Regions from separate parts of the Sus scrofa genome. Here regions 1, 2 and 4 are each linked to region 3. Evidence: chromatin contacts called from public Hi-C, HiChIP or PLAC-seq and promoter capture Hi-C data. All regions are on one chromosome and are shown on one strand. The core of a region is the stretch at or near the end of the contact, and the rest is flanking DNA. Distances in the headings are between cores, read along the strand shown.

Region 1 (3,154 bases), core at 398-2,897, 330 kb after region 3:
TAGTTTGGGTTAAATGTTACCTAACTTCTTTAAACCTCAGTTTTATTACTGATAAAACTATTTCTCACCTCTGCCCAACCATGCTTGTTATAAGAGAAATCAAGTAAGGAGACCACCCAACACAGAGGTGGCATCATGTAGCAGGAACTCAAGGTCTAGTCCACCTGCAAATGTCACTTCTTGCTATTAAAAAAGTTCCAAGAGTTCCCGTTGTGGTGCAGCAGAAACGAATCTGACTAGTATTCATGAAGACTCAGGTTCGACCCTTGGCCTCACTTAGTAGGTGAGGGATCCTGTGTTGCTGTGACTGTGGTGCAGGCTGGCAGCTGTAGCTCCAATTCGACTTGAGCCTGGGCACCTCCATATGCCTAGGGTGGGGCCCTAAGAAACAGAAAAAAAAGAAAAAAAAAAAAAAGTTCCAGAAATGCCTCAAATAGGAATAGCAGTTACCCACTGCTGAAAGTGGTGTTTTTGATTTGCTGGTTGGGTGCCTCATTTGACTGCCAACCTGACTTAATCCTGTCAGAAGCTTCTCTCAGGAGAGTTCTGTCCCTGTGCTTAGGGTGGGAGGCTCTATCAACTCCCCAGCGCAGAGTGGGCACTCAAGGACTCAGTGGTGTCCTCCCCTCATTCTACATTTCCTCCCTTCTGGATAAACAGTGGCCTTGGCTTCTAACCCCAGAAGCTAGACTGACGCACCATAAACTCCTCCCCCTGCCCATTGGAAAAGCAGAGCTGGCACACACCCTCAGCCTTCCCTGGAGCCTGGCTGGTGGAACCTTCAGCTTCTGTCGTGGGAGCAGACTGGCTGGGCCGCCCCTGGCCTCCCTCTGGTCCTGCTTCCGGTTGCCCCGGGGTGTTTTTGGGGTTGGAAGTGTGGCCAGATTGCTTGGCAGCCCCATTCTTTTTGTCTTGGTTCTTCATTGTTGTTTGCAACGTTAGGTTATGAGCAGAACCTATAGAAACAAATACACTTGCTATTTTCCAGACTTTAAACAATTCTTCGCAGCCTGGATCTGATATCTCCACACCGGACCCGCAAAGCTTCTTAAACCGACCGGCCTTCCTCGGATGGGAGCCAGTGGGGCTCCCTATCTCTGGTCGGTCAGGGAAGTCTGGTGTGCCCAACAGCAGGGGAGAGGAGGCCTCCTTTTTCCCCGAAGCTACTTCCCCGGCACAACCCAGCCCTCTCACCACAGCCCGTGCGCCGGACAGGCTCAGGCCCAGGGACTGACGTGGCGGGACGCTGGATTCCCGGTTCCTCCCCGCCCCCCAGGCCCCACGTGTGCCCACCCCCCCGCGCGCGCGCGCAGCCACCCACGCCCCGCGCGCCCTCCAGCCGCGCGCTCCGCCCGCGCATGCGCACAGGCCTCGGCCCCTGCACTCCAGCCCGAGTCCTCGTGCGGAATCGGCGTAATTCCCTGAACCGTCCGAAGGCGTCGGGCCCCGGGCCCTCTGCTTGCCTTGTACCCCTAACCGACGCAATACGCACCCCACCGCCGACGTCCCGACGGCTTCTCCTGCTCTGGCCTCTCACCGGAAACCCTGGGTAACTGCTGCCGGCAGAGCCGCCTGCTCGCGCCGCGGCCAATCAATAGCCCGCGCTCTCGCGGGGCTTGCTGGGAAAGTTGAAGCGAAGGCGGCCTCTGAGGCGGGTGAGTTGGGAAGGCGGAGTGGGGGGGTGGAGGGACAGAAAGGACTACATGTCCCTCCATGCACCGGGCTGATCCCGACTCCCAAGCTGCAACAGGGCTTTCGTTCTTGGAGCCCAGACCCAGGAGGTCCGAAAGCAGCCAGTCATTCTGCACTGGTACTCACGTCAACCTCCTTTCCATCACGCAGAAGTTATGATTCAGCTCCCAGAGCCTTGCGCCTGGCTGCTTTTTCCCCGCACACCTCAACCCCGTCCTTCCCTCCTGCTGAGGATATCTGTGACTATCTAGGAACTCTGAGGACGAGGGATAAAATACGGTGCTGGACATCAGATCTGTATTCCTTCCAGTCCTAATTTCATCACTAATTTGTTATGTGACCGGGCATTCTTTTCATTCCCAGAGCCTCGATTTCCGTATTCCTATAGAAAATTTTAATAACAGTAGTTCTTTGAATGCTAGCTTTCCCAGTAACTACTCCAGATAAATACTGTAGTATTTGTTACTCTCAATTTACACCTGTTAGGTGATTGTCCAAGGTCACATAGCTATTGACTGATTAGAGCAGTTTCAAAGCCAGGAAGTCTGGCACCCATCTCAACTACTGGACTACCCTGCTTCTTACTCAGGAAGAAATAATCACCATGATGCGCTTTCCTTGAGGGTGAGTCAAGGTAACTTGGAAAAGTAAATACTTAATTTCCCATCCCCATTTCCACCTTGAGTCCCTCTTTGGAAGGTGCTGAGGCCCTGTAAGGGGAAGTTTGGTTTCAGCAGATTCCTGAGCCTTTTCTTTGGCCCACTCCTACCAAGTCCCAGTTGCACTGGTGCTAAAGGGGAAAAATAGCCAAGCTTTTCTCAAAATGTGAAATCACAATTCTTTTTCCATTTGTCTGTAGACAACAGAATAAAACACAGCAACCTATGTGCTTGGATTTTTTTTTTTTTTTTTTTTTTTTTTAAGGGCTGCACCTGCGGCATATGGAAGTTCCCAGGCTAGGGGTCTAATCAGAGCAGTGGCTGCCAGCCTGCACCACAGCCATAGCAACGCCAGACCCGAGCCACATCTGTGACCTACGCTGCAACTCATGGCAATGCCAGATTCTTAACCCACTGAGTGAGGCCAGGGATCGAACCTGTGTCCTCATGGATGCTAGTTGGATTCTTTACCTCTGAGCCACAACAGGAACTCCTGTGCTTGAAATTTAATGCCTAAATGGTTTTGCTTTTATTTCCTGTCAATCCTCCTCATCCCCTTGGCCTTTTAAAAAAAATTATTAAAGCGTAGTTGATTTACAATGTTTCGTCCCCCTCTGCCTTTTTTGTTCCAGCTATACTTTTACTGTTTCCAGGATTTCCCAGGTTTTTGCAGGTGCCATACCATTGTCGATGAAAAAAATGTTACCTGCCATATCAGTAAACAAAGGATGTTGCAGCCATCAAGCCATCACATTACAGCTGCCCAAAGGTGAGCCCTGGGGGAACTCAGGGTAGAAACAAAT
Region 2 (3,425 bases), core at 26-2,525, 460 kb after region 3:
ATCTTATTGGGAATGCCATGCAAACCATCCTTTACCTCCCTCTATCATCCCCTTTCACTGTCACTGGCGTTATTATTTTTTTCCCCCTCTTGAGTGACAAACACACGTTGTAAAAGAATGGGGTCCAATCTTCCGACTGCAGCAGTGACCACCTTATCGGCCCAAGTTGGAAATTTGATTCCTAAAATCTTAAGCTTCGATTCCCACAGGTTGCTCCTGCCTCCGAGCAACTCAAGCTCCAGTTACCACTAAGTCCGATCCGGCCCCAGCGGCCGCGGCCGCGGCGCGCTGAATAGGGCACCCTAGCCTCACCCCATCTCACCTCGGCCCTCCCTCCCACGGTTCCTCCCGGCTCAGGCTGTCTTCACCTCCTACACCCTCAGTCAGGCGCCGACCGCCACCAGCGATCAAATAAGCTTTCCCTTTGGGGGAAGGGAGAGAAGGTGGTTCATTTCTGGAAGAATCCGAACACTCGGAGCGCGGGGCAGCTGCAAGAGGTGGGAGGGGAAGGGTCGGCAAGGGGGCGGGAGCGCGGCACAAAATCCATCAAGATCTTAGCGCTAAGAGATCGCCAAGTCCCCTTCGGGCCTCCACTGCAGCCTAGAAATTCTCCCTCGCACTCTGGGTCGGGATGGGAAAGTGGAATCCAGACTCCCGAAGATGATAACGAGAGAAGGGGAGTCCATGACTTCCCCGGTCCCCAGGGGGCGGGAAACGAGAGAAACAAAGCCACTGCCACCCTTGCCCCCGCGTAGCCGGGCGACCCAAAGGGACCACGGAGGCCCGCTTACCTGCTGTCAGCAACTGCATGGCGTGAGTGAAGGACGGGTCGAGCGAGTCCTTCTCGGCCATGAGTTCGGGTAGGTACTTGTTCTCCGGCTCCATCTTGACGGAGGCAGTGGCTGAGGGGGGCAGCAGCGGGGTCGGCGCTGGACCGCCCACTGTCGCGTCGGGACCGGTGGCCGAGGGCGGCAGCAGCGGTGGCGGCTGCGTGGCGGGCGAGGCCCGGGCACCCCCCCGGGATCCCCCTCCGCCTCCCCGGGATCGGTGAGGCAGCGGAGGCTGCCGAGACGGCGCCTGACGCACTGAGGGGTGGGCACCTGAGGGGTCCATGGAGCCGCTGCGGCCCGAGGACCGGCTCATGCGCGCGGCGGGATCGTCTCGGCGCTGCATTGGAGAGGATGTCCGATCAAATGATCGAGGAAGCGACGCGGCAGAGGCCCCAGCGGCGGTTGGCGGGGGTAGGAGAGCGGGAGCTACGGCGACCGAAGCCGACCCAAGCGACCCAGCGAAAGAGAGCACCGGAAATGAGGCGGCGCGCAGGCGCACCAGGAACCGGCACCGCCCTTGGGTCTCTCCGCGGAGAACAAAGTCCCGGTCGGGCCACGGCGCCTGCGCACCGCCGCGGAGTCCGAAGAAGTCGCCTTCCAACTCCCGTGTTCCCTGTGAGCCCGCCAGGCCGGAGCCGCGTGCGCGTGCGCGGGTGGCCGCGGGCTTCGTTCGTTTTCTTTTTCCACGTGACTCGGCGCTAGCGGGACACGTGTCTCCTCCCCCTTCTGGCCGGGTGCGCGGAGGGGGCGGGGGCTGTGGAATGTCTTTGTCTGCGCGCGGGCCCGCGGCCTGTGGGGCGGGAGACCTGTTACTCCAGGGCCACGCCCCCTCCAACGGCCGAACTGCTAGGGGTGCCTCTGTTCAGTGGAGTGGAGTGGGGTGGGGAAGGGGGGAGGTCACTGAATAAAAGAGACCCGCGTGGGGGCCGTGGGAGGGGAAGGAGAGAGCACTGGCGTCGTCTGCCCAGAAAGAAAGGAGGGAGAGAGACTGCCTGAACGGGGAGAGGGAAAGGAGCCAGGGAGATGAGGAAGGGACGACCAGGGAGAGTCTGACGCAGGATTGAGGGGTGGAAATAGGAAAGGGAAGTTTGGAAGGGGGCAGTGAGGAAGGACCGGTCAGTGGGACGACTGGAGGCTATTGGAAGACTTGAACTAAGAGGGAGGGCTCGGATTGGACCTGATATCTAGCCAGGAAACGGGGCCCCAGACCAGAGCAGGGAAGCCAAGTAGTACCCCATGGTTTTCAACGTAGTGGGGTTTTTTTTGTTTGTTTTGTTTTTGTTTTTGATTTTTAGGGCACACCTGCGGCATATGGAGGTTCCCAGGCTATGGGTCGAATCGGAGCTGTAGCTGCTGGCCTTTGCCACAGGCATAGCACACAGAATCCGAGCCGAGTCTGTGACCTACACCACAGCTCAAGGCAACACCAGATTGTTAACCCACTGAGCAAGACCAGGGATCCAACCTGTGTCCTAGTGGATGCTAGTCAATTCGTTAACCACTGAGCCAGGGGGAGAACTCCTAAAGTAGGTTCTTGAACGTTAGCTGTTGGTCAGAGAAGTCATCTTAAAAGAGGAAGCATTTTAGCTCTTTACATATAGTACTGCTTTCCATAGATGTGTTTTGTCCGCAAAAAAAGTGGGATAGAGGCCAGCACCTTAATCTGTGATGGTTGCATCTTTAGGGTGATTCCTTCTACTGATGTGAGCGCTAATCCCCCTGCCCTTCCCGATGAATCATTCCACGCTTGCTCAAAAAGACCACTGCTCTCAAGGCCAAGATATTGCAGCAGTCTCCTCATCCTGGGGTGCTATATGCAGATGAAGGCTAGGTCTCTATTCGCCCATAAACTCTAAAACACCTGGTACCATCTCTAACTCTTTTCTTCCCTCCGCAGATTTTTTGCTTCCCCCATTCAAAGCACTCCCATCCCTTTTCCTCCTGGATCAGTTCCCTAATAAACCCACGCTTTTCAAAAGCATTTCTGGAAATCGTCCTCTGGGTGCCTGGAAACTGCTAATTTTTAGACCTGAAACTTAGAAACCTTCAGCTAGGGAACATTAAGCCCTGACTACCTTCTTGGGGATGGGGAGAGAAATCACCGGCAGAAATGAGAACAAAACACAGTCCTATCCATAAATTATCCCATATGTGTATTTATCTCCAGTGTCTAGGGTAGTACTTTACTTTGAGGACACATAAGTAGTTTACAGTCATGTACAAGAAAACAATGTTTTTGAATAATTGTAGTGAAGAGAGTAATGTGACAAATGCCCAAAGATAAATGAATATTAGGTGGGATTGGACTTCAAAGTGGAATATAGATTTTGGCCAGGGGAGAATGAGTTCTAGGCAAAAGGAAATGTGAATAAATGAACAGAGATGAAAATGTCACAGATGCATTTAAGGAATGGGAGAAATCCAGTTGCAGACTGTGAAGAGATAGGTGGAATGAGAGAGCAAATGCATGGAGGAGGGGAAAGGGGGTGACAAGGATTTATAGCTCCCTTGCAACTCATTTCTGCTGCTGTCCTTGAAACTCCTGGTTGGGTGGTGGTGTTGCAAACGGCTGAAGTGCCCTTGCTCTGTAATGAG
Region 3 (3,133 bases), core at 535-3,034:
GGGAACAATCTGACAGATGAATAAAGATGTGGTACATATATACAATGGAATACTACTCAGCCGTAAAAAGGAAGAAATAATGCCATTTGCAGCAACCTGGATGCAATTAGATGATCATACTAAGTGAAATCAGAAAGAGAAAGACAAATATCATTTATATTGGAGAGTCTAAAATATGACAAACCTATCTACAAAACAGAAACAGACTCAGATATAGGAAATAAATTTGTGGTTGCCAAGGGGGTTGGGAGAGGGAGCAGGAGGTGGGGGTTAGCAGATGTAATAAGCTAGTCTACACGAAAGTGGTAATAAACAAGATCCTACTGTATAACAAAGAAAATTATATTCAGTGTCCTAGGAAAACCATAATGGAAAAGAATATATATCCAAAAAAAAGTGTACACAGGAAACTGTGATTGGGTCACTTTGCTATACAACAGAAACCGAAGAAGCATGGAAAATCAGCTGTACTTTAAAAACATAACTGAATCACTTTGCCGTACAGCAGAAATTTACACAACATTGTAAATCAGTACCTCAATAAAAACAAGTAAATAAAAAGAAAACATCAGTATGTTCTCTCTTATATGCTAAACTGCAAAATAATTTTACATTTTGCCTTACTTTCTGGCCTAGGAAAAAAATGTCACCAATAGGCTTTGATCACGTGTCCTCTACGGGTGACTGGAGAGAGGAAAACAGGGAAAATCAATGTGAGAAATCTACACTGAGGACACAACAAAACAGCATTCGAGAGATTCCTATCACCTGGTTACATCTGGAAGCCACTGTGCAGTTAGGCTGGGCCACTCCAGAGCATGGGTCATCACCAAATCGTAAAGAAAAGGGGTGTTCTTTTTCCATATTTTGTACTCTTCGTTGATCACACGTTCTTCTACTGCGTCATCAAAGGCTGCTAAAAAATTAAGAACAAATTAAGTTAGCGACCACAAACGGAAACCGAGTAAACACTTCCAAAGCTACCGTCACGGCTCCTGAATCCTGATTCTGAAATGGAGATTAGTCTAGATCTCCCGGAGGCGCAGGCACCACCACCGCTCTCCAGCTTCGCCGGGCGGGAACTGCTCGGGTAATCCCGACCAGACACTCCGTTAGCCCTTCGGGCGACGGCGCCCGCCGTCGAGCGCACAGAACCGACGGTGAGACCGAGCACCGACCCCTGCGGGTAGGGAGAGCGGCCGGGAGGACCCGGAGAGAGGCAGGTAGACCGACGGGGAGCGCGGGAGGGACCAAACACCCCCCCCGAGGCCACCACGGCCAGCCTCACACCGCTGCGCCGGGCCTCCGCTCCAGAGGGGCTGGCGCGCCATGAGCCCGCCCCGCGGGGCGATTTTTCCTCACGCCTGCGATGGCGGGGACGGCCCTAGGCAGAGTCTGGCCTGCCCCCACCGTTAGGCCGCGTTGAGGCCGCGGCGCAAGCCTGACTCCTCCCGCCCTCCTGGGGCGGCCCCGGCACCCTCACCTTCCTTGTCCGCCATGGCGTACAGGCAAGCCGGGGGGATCCTGGGGCAGAGCGTTGCGAGAGGGGCGGGGAGGCTGCGAGCGCTCCTTCTGCGCGCGCGGCCTCTATTGTTTCCTGCTGCCCCTGCGTGAGGGCCGACTCGCGCACCTTCGCGCCAACATCGGCCAATCGGAGTGCGCCGAACGTCGGTGTGGGCGGGGAAGCCGCGATCGCAGCCTATCCAGACGCGCGGAGCAGCTTGCCTCCAGGCCCAGGCGCGCGCTCTGCCCCTGCCCCCACACGGCCCCAAGCCGACTTCCTCCGATCACGCGCGCGCGCTCGCGCGCGCGGGAGTAGTAGAAGTGCACCCGCCCGGGGTCACGTGAGAGGTTTAGTCCGCACGCTTTTGGGGGCAGCCATTTTCGTGAAGGGTGTTAAGCTAGCGACCCCTTCAAAGTAGTACTTTAGATGGGAAAATGTAGGATGCTTCCGGGTCTAGTTATCTATTGTGGGGCTAGGCGGCAAGAAAAGGCCTCTATCATTCAGATCGAAAGGTGTCTAATTCGTGTCCCTTATTCCACGTCCTCCAAATTATTTGTTTCCTTAGTCGTAGGAAGAACTATTAAGCAAGAGCAGAAAGTGGGTCCTTCGACTTTTAATGATGTGCTCCAAACCCTGGGACACAGAACGGAAGTCTAGAAGGATTAAGTACCTCCCAGGGAATGGAGCCCTGGTCCTTTAAGGGTGTGCCAAGGGGCGGAGTCTAGAGCGGAAGTTATAAGTCAGGGCCGAAGTCCAGCTGAAGAAGGGCGGAAGCTGAGTTTGGGTCCAAAAGCACAATCATGGCGCTGGAAGGGGAAGATTTTAGAGATTACAATTTGACTGAGGAGCAGAAGGCGATCAAGGCCAAGTATCCTCCAGTCAATCGGAAGTACGAGTGTGAGTAGGTGTCTCACTTCTCTCATTACCTGGGGCTTCTGGCCTCGCCTTCCACTTTGTCCCCTACGGTACTTCCGGCACGTTCCCTTTTAGCCCTGTTTGTCTCTTCTGTGCTTGTCCCGCGGATGCTGAAGGGAAAAGCCACCCGGTCTGAATCGGAAATCTGGGCTTCCACATTTAGTCTTTTGAACTTTTTCTACGTGTGCCTATTCACGCTTACTTTGTGGGAATTTTATTGGTGTATTAATTCTAAACACAACCGTGTTTTCAAGCGTTTGCGGAGTTGTCGTCTCCTAAGAGTGTGGCTAGGTTAGGGGACTGAAAGCTCTCAGTAGGGAACTTCTAACTTGGTGTTTTACCTGTATCGTGTTAGTAAAAAGACCTGGTTTTGCCATATTTAGTTAAGTGACTTTAGGCAAATCACATAACCTTTCTTTGCATTCAGTTCCTTCATGTGAGGGATAATTGAGATAAAAATAAATGTGAAAGTGTAGTGCAGACTCTGAAGTTCTATATAAACCTTAAGCTATCATCCCTAAAGGTGGCTGTGGTCTGGGAAGGACTAATCTGACTCTAATATCCCTGCTTAAAATATTTCATTAAATTCCCCTTGTCTTCAGTATAGAATCCAACTATTTACCATAGCTTACTAGGCTTAGTTCTTTCTGGACCCTGTATGTCTCCCTACGCTCATTTTTCTCTCACTTAGCAATTTTTAAAAATTACTTTTAA
Region 4 (3,261 bases), core at 529-3,028, 380 kb after region 3:
GACTGGATGAGAGCTAGGGAGGGCATAGCAGGTAGGATTATAACACCAGATCTGATTCTAAAGTTATTGCTTTGCAGTTCAAGGGAATAATTCATGTTTCCTCAGGATGGCAGATCTTACAAAACTCAATCCCAGAATCTCATTTAGCTCCCCCACTCTCAACACACACGATAGTTAGGGTTAGCAATTTCACTTTGGAGTTTTTCAGTTTCTTTCTGATTAAAAAGTGAGTCCACTAGCAGAAAAACAAAACACCTTTACAACTTTGCCTAGGATTAAAAGCTTTCTTTCTCCCTTTTCTAGCCCAACCACTAGGGGGCCAGGCCATAAAGAACAGCAGCTATAAACTAGCTAGGGCTAGTGATCACCCCGGTTTAAGCCGCTGACTGTGTGACCTTGGTTGAGTTACTTTACCTCTCTAAGCCTCAGTTTCCTTATCTGTAAAACGAGGATAACAGCAATATCTATCTCAATAGGTTGTACATATTATATAAAACGTGACATGTAAAGCAATCAGAACAATGCCTGCACACAGGAAGAGCTTAGCAAATTTAATAGTTTTTATTGCTGGAGAGGAAGTACCCCTGATGGTTCTGTTCCTACGTCCAAAGACTTCGCCACCGCATTCTGGGCACAGGCCTTGCTAGCTGGAGTCCCCTTAGGAAGAGCAACAGGTCGCTCCTTTTCTCCTAAGCAGTGCCGGGCCCAGAGACCTAAGGTCTCCGACCTATATATGGCTACGAGGTGTTGGCAGTGGTATTCTACCACTATGAAGGCTGTCACTCTGAACCCAACCGAACCACCCCATTTCCGCCTCGGCTCTGGAAGTTTTCCCGGCCTTCGGCGGCCCAGGCTGCATTCGGCAAGGCTGCCCCTGGTTAAGGGCCTGCAGCCGGCTCGGCAGGCGTCCCTTAGCCCTAGGACTCCCTCTGCGACGTAGGCAGGATTTGCCTGAGTTCAGGGGAACCAGTGAATCTAATTAGGAGGCGCGTCGGTCAGACACACGCCTGGAGAGGGCCCCCTTAACGCCGCCCGGGCCTGCCACCAGGAGCCCGGCCCCCAGCCCCTGGCTCAGAGCAGGCCGGAGGGTCGGCCCCCTTCCAGCCCCCGGGAACAAGGGGAATCCAGCCCAGAGCCACCACGTGGGGGCTCCAGGAGTAGCAAGGTGTTCCTGGAACCAGCCCCCCAAAGACTGATCCCCGCATGGGCCCTAACCCGGCCCCAAACTGGCCTGAGCAGCGCTCCCGGCCTGGCTTCTCTCCCTCAAACCTATTTGGAAAGACTAAGACATCCTCTGCAGACTAGAGACAGGCTCTCGCCAGACCCCAAGCCCCGAGACCGCCTCAGCCCGAGTCCCCAGTTGCTTGGTTTCCTTACTCACCCATCGCGGCTCCGCTCGCTCCTACTTGGCGGCGGCAGCGGCAGCAGCTTCAGTAGACAATATGGCGGATCTGCAGGACGGCAGCCCGAAACGGACAAACAACTTAACACTCGATCCCGGGAAGAATCGCGCTTTCAGCTCCACCGCCTAGTTTACGCAGTGGAGCGCATTTAAAGAGACAGCAGCTACTAAAGGCGGAGAATAGGGATGGACTATGATGAAAGGGGTGGGTGGAGGGAAGCTGGGAGGGATATCTACTAAAGCGAGTTAAGCGTGCTTAGGGTTTCTCAGTTTTTTTCTGGTTCTGTTTCCTCTTTGTAGTGAGGTTTACCTCCCCTAGAAACTTTTTCTTCCAGAAAGATATTCCTACCTTTCCTAGTTAAAAAACCACGCCTAGATTCTGAGCTGGGTATGAAAAAAGAATCATCTGGAAAGGGGAAGTGACTTGCTCAAGGATATAGAGATAAGGAATTAAAGAAGTCTAGAGCAAACCCAGTTACAATCTTATTGGGAGATAAGAAGTAGAAAAATAATGAGACCCATGCCATGCTTTATAGTTGACATAGCTGTTTAATTTATCTTCAATGCAAGTTCTCTGAGAGCAGAGGTCGATCCTGCATTGTTCATCATTGCGATTCAGCACCTAGCATAGTATGTGGTACATGGTAGTGCACCATAAGTAATTGTTGAGTGAATAAACAAAGGAGTGAACAGACCTGTGAGTTACACAAAACAAGGAGTATGATCTCCCTCTTTATTTGTTGTTGTTTGTTTTTGGGGCTGCACCTGCACCTGCGGCACATGGAAGTTCTCAGGCTAGGGGTTGAATCGGAGCTGCAGCTGTCGGCCTCCGCCACAACCACAGCAATGTCAGATTTGAGCAGTGTCTGCAACCTACACCACAGCTCATGGCAACACTGGATGCTTAACCCACTGAGTGGGGCCAGGGATCAAACCCTTGTCCTCATGTATACTAGTCAGGTTCTTAATCAGCTGAGCCACAATGGGAATTCCCCTCCCTCTTAAGAGGTGAGGAAATTGAGGCTCTGAGTGTTCATGTGTCTTTTGAATTATGGAATTTATGGCTGGTATACATTAGGTCTGCCTTTTTGCATAATAGCATGACAGTCCTCTCCTTTCCACACAGGAAAGCTATGTCTCCCAGTCACCTGTCCCCAGAGGGAGCTATCTTTTGGAAGCCTAGGTCCTGTCCCAACAAATTGCCATCTCTAGTTATATACCTGGCACATTGAGGGAGACAACTCAAAAAGGCAAATCTAGGATTTCCTGCTGTGGTGCAATGGGTTATGGATCTGGCATTGTCTCTGTGGCAGCATGGGTTTGATCCCAGCCTGGCACAGTGGGTTAAGGACTTGGTGTTGTCACAGCTGTGGCATAGGTTGCAGCTGCGGCTGGGGTTCGATCCCTGGATTGGGAACTTACATATGCTGCAGGTGCGGCCAAAAAAAAAAAAAAAAAAAAAAAAAAAAAAAAAGCCGACTCTAGGACTCAATCTGGAACGGAAGGGTTATCTTTCTCTTCCTACTGCCACTGCTCAAGGTCAGAATTCTTAATTCTCTGCTGGCCTATTTTACCTGCCTCCTCACTGGTCTCCTGCCTCCAGGTTCTCCCACTTGCACCTACTATCTTTTTAAAAGTAGAGACCTTACAAGTTCCCCTTGTGGCTCAGTGGAAACGAATCTGACTAGTATCCATGAGGATACAGGTTCGACCCCTGGCCTTGCTCAGTGGGTTAAGGATCTGGTGTTACCATGAGCTGTGATGTAGGTCACAGATGCGGCTTGGATCTATGGCTGTAGCTCTGATTCGACCCCTAGCCAGCGAACCTCCATGTGCCATGGGTGTGGCTCTAAAAAGAC

The links. Promoter capture Hi-C pulls out the DNA fragments that hold promoters and counts their contacts. A called contact is a pair of places that touch in the nucleus more often than the background predicts. HiChIP or PLAC-seq counts read pairs in DNA pulled down with a chosen protein or histone mark.
Region 1: a Hi-C map of liver shows a contact between it and region 3, with 6 times the contacts expected there. The contact joins the promoter of TXLNA here to the promoter of RBBP4 in region 3. A contact is called at or near these places in 2 of 5 promoter capture datasets (fetal liver and liver), 2 of 47 Hi-C or Micro-C datasets (liver and skeletal muscle) and 1 of 2 datasets of contacts at active chromatin or transcription factors (alveolar macrophages).
Region 2: a contact with region 3 is called in a promoter capture Hi-C map of liver, with 4 times the contacts expected there. The contact joins the promoter of KHDRBS1 here to the promoter of RBBP4 in region 3. A contact is called at or near these places in 1 of 5 promoter capture datasets (liver) and 1 of 47 Hi-C or Micro-C datasets (heart right ventricle).
Region 4: an H3K27ac HiChIP or PLAC-seq map of alveolar macrophages shows a contact between it and region 3. The contact joins the promoter of KPNA6 here to the promoter of RBBP4 in region 3. A contact is called at or near these places in 2 of 47 Hi-C or Micro-C datasets (heart right ventricle and liver) and 1 of 2 datasets of contacts at active chromatin or transcription factors (alveolar macrophages).

Annotation. Positions count from the first base shown.
Region 1 is chr6:88,658,544-88,661,697 of Sscrofa11.1, reverse strand. TXLNA (alpha-taxilin) reads right to left here and starts at 1,647. Exons shown (of 11, transcript XM_003127774.6): 1 at 1,493-1,647; 2 at 747-956. The coding sequence starts at 924.
Region 2 is chr6:88,528,257-88,531,681 of Sscrofa11.1, reverse strand. KHDRBS1 (KH domain containing, RNA binding, signal transduction associated 1) reads right to left here and starts at 1,275. Exons shown (of 9, transcript NM_001243596.1): 1 at 792-1,275. The coding sequence starts at 1,173.
Region 3 is chr6:88,985,743-88,988,875 of Sscrofa11.1, reverse strand. It overlaps RBBP4 (histone-binding protein RBBP4), which reads right to left and starts at 1,784. Exons shown (of 12, transcript XM_013999126.2): 1 at 1,484-1,784; 2 at 769-916. The coding sequence starts at 1,499. ZBTB8OS (protein archease) reads left to right here and starts at 1,877. Exons shown (of 7, transcript XM_005665186.3): 1 at 1,877-2,401. The coding sequence starts at 2,305.
Region 4 is chr6:88,609,645-88,612,905 of Sscrofa11.1, reverse strand. KPNA6 (importin subunit alpha-7) reads right to left here and starts at 1,778. Exons shown (of 14, transcript XM_021095806.1): 1 at 1,382-1,778. The coding sequence starts at 1,385.